3 separate regions of the Mus musculus genome follow, and all the other regions are linked to region 3. The links are chromatin contacts, called in public Hi-C and promoter capture Hi-C maps. All regions are on one chromosome and are shown on one strand. Each heading gives the region's core, a stretch centred on a gene start, on an enhancer-like site or on the middle of the called end of the contact. The rest is flanking DNA. Distances are from core to core; before and after follow the strand shown. Region 1 overlaps Pcid2 (PCI domain containing 2). Region 2 overlaps Atp11a (ATPase, class VI, type 11A). Region 3 overlaps Mcf2l (mcf.2 transforming sequence-like).

Region 1 (3,585 bases), core at 595-3,094, 100 kb before region 3:
TCTACAAATATTCAGCAGAATTGAGGTAATTTTATAGGACGACCTCTAACTACCACTTCTGTGAGTTTATTACGCTTGTTCTTGTCTGTGTCTTCTCCCTGTCCATTTGTCAAATTATCTCAATATTTCTCTTCATCCTTTTTTTAGAAAAAGCACATTTTTATACACATTTTCCTCCAAGGACTCCAAGTTCCTGTTTGACTTTTGGGGTGAAGTAGACCTTCAGAACCACACAGACCCTGCTGTGCTGAGTTTGACGTTGGCGCCTTTGGTAGGGCCTGGTCAGCAGTGTCCTGGCGTTTCTTCACCAGGGCCACTCAGTTGTTATTTACCGTAAGGTCACCTGTGAGAGCTTCTGCAGAGGGTTTGTCACTCTCTGTGACTCCCTCCTTGGGCTCCTCCTTATGTGTTTACAGAGGATTTTTGTGGTGCTGTTGCTAGGAAAAAAAAATGTTCTTCCAAAAATGCCTCCTATCAATCTCCACCTATAGAGTTTTGCTAATGCTGCAGAGGGCCTGCAGTTGTTTAACGGGGTTAGAATTCTGGGGCTGCTTTTTCTTCTCTTGGCAGCTGTAGTAAACTTCACTGATGGTGTTCAAGAGAATAGACTCCCAAGGGCCCTTTGTCTCTGGATTCTGAGCTAGAAGCCGTGAGGGCAGATACTCAGGGTAGGGAGCTGACTTGGGACAAGGACGCCTCAACAGCTGAGGTCCCTCTCTTCCTCTCCGTTCTTTCTGGGGAAAGTGGTCCAGGTCTTCTTGCTCTTGGAGGACATGCAGGCCGTGAGGTCCACCACCCTGTTGCTGTAGTGTTGTTTGTTGTCATACCAAGAAATGATCTTTACAGAGTTGTCATTGAGAGAAATGCCAGCCCCAGCATCCAAGGTAAAACGGTGGGTTTCACTGTTAAAGTCACAGGAGACAGCCTGGTTCTCACTGTAGCCTGGGATGCCCTTCAGTGGGCCTTCTTCTTGATGCCATCATCCTTGTCAGCTTTCTTCAGGTGGCACAGCAGATCCACAGCAGACATACCGGGGATAAGAACACAGACGGCCATGCTTGCCCCTGAGCAACCTGTTGGTTCTGGGGTGACCTCGCGCATAGTCTTGGCAGTACCAGTGAATCCAGGGATGATACTCTGAGTATCCTCAGCCGTATACCACGGCTTTCCAGAGGGGCTGTCCACAGTCTTGTGGATGGCGGTGATAGCGTGGATGACCTCAGCCGTCCGTGACGGGGCTGAACAAGGTGGAGGTGCAGGAGACATTGCTAACAAAGCTGAGAGAGTTATCCTACTTGTCACGGTTCACACCTATCACAGTCACAGGGTCATCAGCACAAGGTAGATAGGATAACCTTTTGTCTCTATTCTCCATGATGGTGAAGACACAGTAAGCTCCACAACACAGTGGGCACCAGCACCGCCTCATCTGATGTTGGCCGGATTTCACTCCTGGAAGATGGAGCTGGCCTTCCCATTGATGACAGGTTTCCTGTTCTGTCTTGACTGTGCCATGGAACTTGCTGTGGATAGAGTTGTGCTGGGACATGGAGACCTTGAGGTCAATGAGGGGGTCACTGATGGCAGCGACATCCACAACAGTCAGCACGGAAGGCAGCTCTGGTGACCAGGTGCCTGCTGTGGCTAAACCCATTCACTCCGGCCTTTGCCACTGCATGTCAGGGAAGAGACTGGCAGGAGAAGACACAGCTGTCTCTGGGACAGGGGGAGCAGAGCTGCTCTTTCCTCTTTAACTTTACCTTTTCTTTGATGACTCTGGCTGAGGCTTTCTCTCACAGTAGTAATTAGTCCTGGCAAACGGTTTATTCTGTAATTGATCATGTTTGTTTGCTCTTCCTGTAGCCGTGCCGGCATAGAAGACTCTAAGAAGTGGGGGATGCTGTTCCTGGTGAACCAGCTATTTAAAATCTACTTTAAGGTTTGCTTTGCATGAGTTTCTGTAAAGTCTTGTTTTCTATCTGCCTAGGTAAATTACTGGTTTAGTTTGCCTTCTGACATGTGTTAGGAAGAGATCCTGACCACGCCCACATTAACAATCCTAACAGCTGTTAGTCATTCCGTGCCTTCTGAGGGCCAGGGCTCCATGGAGAAAGCACGCAGCATTCTGTGCCACAGAAGCCAGTAAGAACTGGAGGTTCATGAAGACGTGATTTAGGATCGCTAGTGGGAATGCAGCTCCTTCAGACACACGCTCTGAGCTCTTGAGTGAGCACACACTGAGTGTGGGGCGGGAGTCCTGAACATTTGGTAACTGGTCCTTGTGATGGAGCCGGCCTCTGGGTATATGTGGCCACTTGAGCCTTCGTCCTGCGTTGTAATATCAACTTTATGGAACGAGGGGGATATATAGATATATGGATGAACAAAGGAGTCAAGTTGGCTTCATAAAGACAAGTGGGCACAGGGCAGCCCGTCCCACGTCACTGAGAATCTGTCTTTCACTTCATGGGACATTTAGTGTGTCCTCACCAGTGTGTGGCTGAGTGCAGGTGTTTACCTGGACATTTGCTAGCTCCCCTTACAGAGTCCAAGCTTCTCCATTGTATGTTGTCTGTACCAGGTAGTTTTTTGTTTCTTATTGAAATTTTGATGACTTTGAAATTTATATTAAAAAAGTAAGCCAGAAGTTCATGTCTGTCCTTTTGTCTGCCTGTTCTGTTGATATTGCTTATGAATGTTTTAAATGGTTTCTTCTTTATTATAGATCAACAAACTCCATTTGTGTAAACCTCTTATCAGAGCCATCGACAGCTCGAATCTGAAAGATGACTATAGCACAGCGCAGAGGATCACGTACAAGTACTACGTGGGGCGCAAGGCCATGTTTGACAGTGACTTCAAGCAAGGTACGGTGATGACACTATTCCGTGTCTGGGTAAGATGTGTTCTGCCTTACTGACATTGATGTCGCAGAGAATATAAGACTGTATTTTATTAAGGTGAGACGTATGTATAATCCAAGTCCAAATTGTGTGTGAGAGAGAGAGAGAGAGAGCGCGCGAGCAAGTGAGCATGCACATGCACCCCCATGTGAATGTATGCCGTGTGTGTTGTGCAGGTCCCCACAGAAGTCAGAAGAAGGTGTTTGAGCCCCTGGAGCAGGACTTACAGGTGGAACTGAACTTGGGTCCTTTGGAAAAGCAGGAAGCACTTTTGACTACCTAGTCATCTGTCCAGTCTCCTCTTTGCTTTGTTTTTTGAGACAGGGTCTCACTCTGTAGTACAAGCTGTCTTGGAATTCACTATGTAACCTAGACTATCCTCAAATTCATGGTTATCCTCCGGCCTCAGGCTCCTGAGTGTCCTGGAATTACAGGGGGTACCACACCTAGATTTATTGTATTTTTGAAATTTATTATTTTGTGTATGTGTGTGTGTGTGTGTGTGTGTGCATGTGTGTGGTGTGATTTTTTTGGTGTGTGTGTGTGCGCCATGGCTGGTGCACAGAGGGCAGATGACAACCTGAGCTGGCTCTCCCCGCCCATTTTTACGTGGGTTAGCTACCACAGAGTTGGAACTAGAAAGCCATTAGCTTGCTGTCCTCTCACGACGCATGTGTCCCTC
Region 2 (3,274 bases), core at 438-2,937, 120 kb after region 3:
CAGCTTCAAGCCACAGTGCTTAAGATGAGGCCAGGCTTAATGTCCTTTTCCAGAGCCCAACTGGATGTATGGTCACCAGGCCTGGGACAATGACGCCGGCCACGCACCATCCAGATTGCAGTGTGCTGTGCCTGAGTGGGTGACCTGTGATTCCACCCCGCCCTCCCTGAGAATGAAGGGTGGGACAGGTGCAGGCACACACAGGTACCCAAGAACAGAGCTCTCAGCGGCTGGGGCACTGGGGCTGTCTGTCCATCAAGTGGGCATCTCCAGGCTGGACCTACAGCACCCATACCTTGCCTTGTGAGGAAGGCCTGGGTGGAGAGGGAGCACAGGACACTCTTCGCTCTCCCACCTGGAGCACACAACTCTCCCAGAGGGGGAGCTGCACTGGGCAGCCAAGAGTCTGCTGCCCTGAGCACCCCAGCTCGGCAAAGAGGCCAGAGGGGTGAATTCTGAAATGCTGTCCTGATGTTGTATGTTCTGCCAAAAGAACAGAAAGCCCACATCAGTTACAGAACCTCTCTGAGGAACCCCTAACAACCAATGCACCTGTAGCTTTGCCAGCCCACCTCAGACCACTACATCACCCTGAGGGGTAGGTAAGTGGGCCCATCTCGTGGGAACTGTGTCCAGAGGCAATGTGCCTTTGGTCTGTGGATCAACACTAAGTTTTAGTGCCATAAGAGGGACCATCCTACATGGCTGACATAGGGAACAACATAGGAGGGTAGGGGACAAAGTGCTGAACACACTGAGTATCTCCCCTGTCACTATGGTCACATGCAGTGATCAAAGGCCCCAGACATCCTTGAACTAGGGTTCTAGCACTACCCCAGGAAGACGACAGGACTCACCTGTGCGGGCTAGTATGTCCTAGCCCGATGGGACTGGGGTCAATATCATGCTGACCACACCAAGCTATCATGCCCTCGGCTTACAGTTATCAGACAGAAGTGGCTGGCACGCCTCGTAAGAAAGACCAGAGCATGCACAAACAGCAGCCGAGAGCCCGGAGGGAGGGACACGAGGTTGTAGTGTGGGTCTGTTCTCCTGGGGGACAATCCCAGATTGTGCTGTTTTCAGGTGAGCACCACTAGGTAAGGCTAGTAGATCCACAAATACTGGAGCGGCCTCGGAGCCCCGGGGCTGTCCACACACAGTTGTGTGCTTAGCAAACAGTTTCAGCTAGATGCTACCTGGGCTCATGTCCTGTGCTGCTGTGTGAGATGTTCCTTCCGGTGCCCAGACAGGATTATCCCCTGTAGCTTTAAGTGAAGCTGTGTCTGTCACAAGGACAGAGGCCAGCTTGTCAGGCAACAATGGGCATGTGCTACAGCATTTCCCCTATGTGCTTAGCTCACTCTCGGGTGCTACTTACCTGTGTGTATATGTGTGTGCATATGTAAAAATGGTATAGTTTGTTTTCAGAGAAAATCACTCATTTAAAAAACAGACAACACAGCAAAACTTTGGAGGAAGAACAGTCTGAGAGTCACAGCACACTGGCCTAGCGCCCAGCAGGCAGCCATACCGTTACCTAGCGTTGGGCTAGACATGTCTTGGCTGCGGTAAGAAGTCCTTCAGCAGGGGCCTGGCGCTGTTCGAGGTGGCATCGGCCAATGCTTTGAGTCGGGTGCTCTGCTGCAAGGACGAGGAAAGACACTGAGCTGCTGCCTGCAGAGGCCAGTGACAGAGGCCGGCACCTGTGTCCTGGTGACTGCAGGTCCAGGCCACGCCTACACTATGCCATCCCCACACTCAGCCACGGCAGCTATGCGCCCTGACTGCGGGGATTGCATGGATCGGTCATGATATCATCAAGGCGTGCAGAGCTGGCTTCGGGGGCTGCCTTCCACAGTGTGTGCAAAGACCCCCCTCTAGGGGAGCAGGGTCATTTGAAAAAGTCTGCACCCAGAGAAGAAGTGGCCAGGTCAAAGGGCATGCTGCAGCACCACAGGAGAGGGCCACCAGTTGCAAGTCCTAACAAGCTCCTACTCCCAACATAGAGGAATTGCATCCAGAATTGTAAAACCTGCATCCTGCCACAGAGCCCTGTTGTGTCGCTTCCTCTGCAGAGCCACTGACATATGAGCAGTGTTCTGCACAGCCTGCCTGGCAGACAGGACATTCCCAGGCCATGTCCTGAAGGCTGCTGGCTCCTAGCCTGGTGTGGCACAGCTTTTAGACATTTCCAGTCCTCATTCACCGGTCCCTCAGCGCTGAGGAATGGGGGAGCTTTCAGAGTGGAAGGGGCACAAGGCTGGATGGCAGCAGAGTAGGCAGAACTGACCAGTGTCCAGGGAGAAGCCAGAGGTGGTGGTGTTGCCCACATAGGTGCAGGGCAGGCAGGCAGGCTGCTGCAAGTGTGTGGACGCAGAGGCTGGTGCGGAGGGAGATGCACTATGTTATATATACACATGTGATATATATAACATGCCCAGTGTCCGTCACGCTTGCCCTGTACTAGGAACAGGTTGAAAGCGAACCTCAGACGTCTGAAGTCAAATCTGCCCAGGCCTGTGAATGTTTATTCCTCCAAAGCTTTGCAGATCCATGGTGCTCTCCAGTGCAGTGTGTCTGTTTGTTGTGTCTGCAGTGTAGTAGCAGGGCCTATGGGCATGTGTGGTCAGCTGTGATGCCTGGGGCTGAGACTCAGGCTACAGGGGACAGGACCCCAGTGGACCTCATCAGCAGGGAACAGGGTTTGCAGCCTGAGTTGGCATATGTAATGTTTTACAAAGTACTTGTGACATTGTAATCTTCCTAAACATTTCCTCCAAAATGTTTTCCAAAGTGTAACCGGCAGCTGGAATGACGCGATTTATTCTAACAGATTCTATGGCACTAAGTTAGAAACATTTTGGTTGTCATTATTTCAGAATGTATCATCTTCTTCCTCAACAGGATAGGAGGTAACTGCTTTTTATTTTTTCCCCTGCTTTGGGTGTTTTTTAGGCATACGTCCAAACCTCACAGAGGAGCAAATGTGGGTGTCATATTGGGGTACAGGGAAACTCAGCCAAAATACCACAGCATTACATGCTGCTGCTGTCTGTCTCCTGACTTCTTGGCTGAGGAGCAGGTACTGGCTATAGTAGCCACCAAGGGGAAGGGCCCTAGGGCTAGGTTCCTGCTGCCATAGTGGGTGGAGCTCTGTGCTGCCACAGGGTGTTAAAAGCAGCACATCACAGAAGTTTCTAAAAACAGGTCTTTATTTTGAAAAATAGAACAGGAATTGGTAAGTAGAGGTCACGTTAGTGTGACTCCACCT
Region 3 (3,609 bases), core at 806-3,305:
TTCGCACTGCCACTCCAGACGCAAGACCAGGTGAGCACACGTGATACGTGTGCGAAGAAATCCTGTTCATGCTGGCCCGATGGGGTTGCACTCTGTGAAGACAGAGGCTAAGCAGGAGCTGTGGAGAAGGAGCCTCAGCTCTGAAGAGGTGGGAGCAGAAGTGAGTGAAGGAGCAGAAGCTGCCCCGATGGCTGCTGGGTAGTCACAGTGGAGACACAGGTCTGTCCACAGTTGATGGGACATCGGAAGCACCTTCCAGACACCGGGGCCAGGACAGTTACTGTGTAATGGTGCTGTGTCTTACTATTTCACATCAATGATGACAGGAAGGCTACTTGAGGGTGGAGGCAGAGGATGGGAGCTTGCTCACGTCTAGGCTCTCCTGCAGAACTCACGAGGTAGTTACAGGATGATGCTCTATGAGAGACAGGTTTGCGCCCAGACTGCAGGCTGTGAAAATCACAGTAGCCAAGAGCCTTTCATTTTCCTTAAAGAGGAATGGGTTTCTTATAGCACCTAACCCTTGGCACAGCAGCCCGGTCGGTGGTGGTGGTGGTGGGTGACGACCCAAGGTCAACTGTGAATGCCTGACTCAGAGCAGGGTCAGAGAACATAACACCATGGGATCAGTTGCCCAGAGACTTCGGGAGCAGCTAAACAATCCTAGCCCTGAGCCATGGTGCTTGTTAGTGAACCACCAAACTTTTGGGTCCTTCATGAAGCTGTGGATGATAGGTGGGGACAGCAAGTGTGGGTGGACTCGTTTTGGAAGACTCGGCCCACATCGTGTCTGTTTGTGGGCGGAACGGCTGCGGAAACAGGATTTCTGCTGTCTCAGTCTTAACTATTCTGAAATAGCAACTGCAAGCTGAAGCCGCCAGCAAGTCCCGCAACTTCACGGCTGAAGGTCCCTAGAACTGAGGGGACTCTGTGTGCTACGAGGGGCGGGCTGGGTAGCAAGGACCAACACATCTCAGGACTAACGTTAAACAGCCCTACATGGAAAGGAGAGAGCTGTTTAGGAACAATGACTGGATTCAGTGTCCAACTTCTAGCCTGAAGTCCAACGTGCTCAGAACCTTCTCTGCTCACAACTTCCAAGCTGTTACTGAGAGGATCACAACAGACCCCCCGAGTGTGACCACCACGGGAGAAAACATGCCCACAATTCAGGAGCCCCCCGTGGGCCTGGCATGGCTCAGCCTACCCCTGACTAGGTCCCCTGACTGTCACCTCAATCCCCCACCTTCCACACAAACTAGACAGAAAAGCAGGGAGCTGCCACCCTCCAGGCGTGTGTGGAGCCCGAGAGGTACTTACGGCTATCCGCAGGACGGATGCCTTCACAGAGGTCCATTTGTCCTGCCTTCGGTCTATGACCAAGATGAATCCAATGCCAGCATCTTGCAAACTGAAACAAGGAGAAACACTAGGAGTCAGCATGTGCTGGCAGCAGACCTGGCTTCCATGGACACTGGTGACCCCACTGTCCCATGCCATCTCCACACCACGTGCCACAGTGCATGCCCGAGAGAGGTCTCAGCAGCACCAGGCTTCCGAAGGCCCGAGAGGCCCCACCCTGTAATTCCCAGGACTTTCTTCTAGATAAAGGAGAACGGATACTTTCAGTATGTTGTTTGTTTCTCGGCATCGATTCACAGATCAACAGAAGCCCCTCCTCCTGGGGCAGACTGACATCCTACTGCGCTGCACGGACAGCTGACCAGACCATCAAAGCGAGCTTCAGGACCCCCACGTCATGTCAGTCCTAGCATCTGAGGTCCCGCGTTCATCCACATTAAAAAATGGCTCCTGATGACATCACAATTTCGGGTGAAAATCTCCAAGGCTTGTGAAGGCTCCCTGGTGTCTGTGGGGTGTGAGGCAGGAGCGCTCGCCCTCTGCAGCAGCAACATCTGTGATAAAGGCAGGGCAGCATCGTGTAGTTGGTAGCATGCCCTCAGTCTCTCGGCTCAGCCTGGTGGCAGAAGCCTGAGTCACAGGGTGGAAGTGGGAGGTGTGCTTCTGTTGGGTAATTTCACATCCAAGCCAATTGTGCAATGCCAGCAGCCTCTGCTGCCAGCCAATCCTCAGTAGAGGAACGAGACAGGCTGGAGGCACCCACTCTGAATGCCTGGTTTCTGAATCCATGAACGATTCTCAGCAAGCCATTTCTGTACTTAAGTGAAAGTCAGGATGCTACAGTGCACTATAAATTATGCAGTCGGCAAAGCTGCACGCTGCACCTCCACTAACAGACCGACCATTCTGAGTCCTGGGAAGATCTGCGACAGTGGTACCCAAAGCTCACACCAGTGTGCTGCGGGTTGTCCAATACACAGGGGCATGAAGAGCTCCCTCCACGTGTTCATTACATGCAGAACACCCCTGGGGACATGTTCACGTGCGCGTTTTCTCACACAGCCTTCCCCTGCTGATAGCTCAGCAGAACTGCAGACTCGCTCACCTACCCAGCTGGCTCCCCTGGGCTAGTGTCTGAAGAAGTAGAAACAGAATAGATCCCAGTCCTGATCTGTCCTGGACAATCCGAGCACCTTACACCCTGAGGTAGTATGGGGGTTGAGCCCCTTCTGAGTGGCCCCACATGGGGCTTCACTGAATTTGCCGTGGTGCTTAATGGTTGGTAGGTGACTCCAACTATCCTGGCCTGGGCTATACCATGTGGTTCACAGCAAAGCCCCAAACCAGAGAGGGATGAAGCAGCACTGTCCTGGCCACATGGCCCCTGACATTCCTCAGAGATGGACCACCAACCACCCCTCTAGATGACAGGCTATTTCCTCATGATGCATGAGATTTATGTACGGAAGCCATAAGACCATGGGACAGCTGTGCTAACTGGAACCCACCTACTGCCTCCCTCCTGGCCTTCAGGGGAATGTACCAGGTCTGCCTCTGTAGCTCTGAGTTAGTCATCCAAGCCTAACCCTTCCTAGAGTGACGAAGAAAAGAGGACTCAGAGTGCTGGGTTGTCCCCATACACAAGCCTCAGCCCCAACAGTCAAGCTGCATGCTGTCTAAGGAACACCCACAAAGGGCCAACATACATGGCTTCCTAATAGCAGCTTCCACCAAGGGGAGTGCATGAGGGAAGACGCTGCTCTTCTGTGACCACCTCTGGTTCTTTTTCTGCAAACATGGAAATAACAGCATCTGCCTGCTGGGGCTGCCGTGAGCTATGTGCAAATCCAGTAAAACCAGAGATCAATGGCTGGTGTGGTCATTTCACAGAGCAGCACCACCTGACTCAGTTTCCCCCTTTTTCCTGGAGCAATTTCTATTATGGAGGAATCACAGCCTCTTTCCCCAACCGTGGAATCTCTTCATGAGGGAGCTAGAGAGACAGCTGGTAGGTAAACTTGCTTGCCATGCGGTATGAAGGCCTGCGCTTGGATTGTCAGCACGCACATGAGGAAAGAGCTGGCACAGCCATCAGTGCACACTTGTAAGCTTAGAACTGGGAAGACTGAGGTGAGGGATCCCGAGGGCTCACTGGTCAGCCAGCTGGGCAAATCAGGGAGTTCCAGACTTGGGGAGAGACCCTGACACAAAAAGTAAAGTGGAGTGTGACCAGGGAGGACGCGGGAT

Evidence for each region. Hi-C and Micro-C count contacts between places; a contact is called where the count stands out from the background. Capture Hi-C pulls out chosen DNA fragments and counts their contacts.
Region 1: a promoter capture Hi-C map of pancreatic islet shows a contact between it and region 3. The contact joins two enhancer-like sites. A contact is called at or near these places in 11 of 39 promoter capture datasets (the 3T3-L1 cell line, Sertoli cells, embryonic stem cells and 7 more), 34 of 484 Hi-C or Micro-C datasets (the 3T3-L1 cell line, the AML12 cell line, the G1E-ER4 cell line and 25 more), 5 of 115 datasets of contacts at active chromatin or transcription factors (the HPC-7 cell line, bone marrow-derived dendritic cells, bone marrow-derived macrophages and 2 more) and 3 of 9 other capture datasets (adipose tissue, liver and pancreatic islet).
Region 2: a contact with region 3 is called in a Hi-C map of cerebellum, with 1.5 times the contacts expected there. The contact joins two enhancer-like sites. A contact is called at or near these places in 1 of 484 Hi-C or Micro-C datasets (cerebellum) and 3 of 9 other capture datasets (adipose tissue, liver and pancreatic islet).

The regions. Positions count from the first base shown.
Region 1 is chr8:13,084,605-13,088,189 of GRCm38.p6, reverse strand. It overlaps Pcid2 (PCI domain containing 2), which reads left to right. Exons shown (of 14, transcript NM_178708.3): 8 at 1,864-1,939; 9 at 2,726-2,867. Among named protein-coding and RNA genes, the nearest start is that of Pcid2, 19 kb to the left of the region's middle. Within about 2 kb of position 1,844, at least 2 of the 459 cell types and tissues checked have an H3K27ac peak or open chromatin away from gene starts, as enhancers often do. A contact at or near this core is called in pancreatic islet, where this site is marked.
Region 2 is chr8:12,862,129-12,865,402 of GRCm38.p6, reverse strand. It overlaps Atp11a (ATPase, class VI, type 11A), which reads right to left. Exons shown (of 30, transcript NM_001293667.1): 29 at 1,541-1,644; 30 at 1-483. The coding sequence ends at 1,552. Among named protein-coding and RNA genes, the nearest start is that of Gm15353, 21 kb to the left of the region's middle. Within about 2 kb of position 1,687, at least 3 of the 459 cell types and tissues checked have an H3K27ac peak or open chromatin away from gene starts, as enhancers often do. A contact at or near this core is called in cerebellum, where this site is marked.
Region 3 is chr8:12,982,662-12,986,270 of GRCm38.p6, reverse strand. It overlaps Mcf2l (mcf.2 transforming sequence-like), which reads right to left. Exons shown (of 31, transcript NM_178076.4): 4 at 1,321-1,411. Among named protein-coding and RNA genes, the nearest start is that of Gm38671, 37 kb to the right of the region's middle. Within about 2 kb of position 2,055, at least 37 of the 459 cell types and tissues checked have an H3K27ac peak or open chromatin away from gene starts, as enhancers often do. A contact at or near this core is called in cerebellum and pancreatic islet, where this site is marked.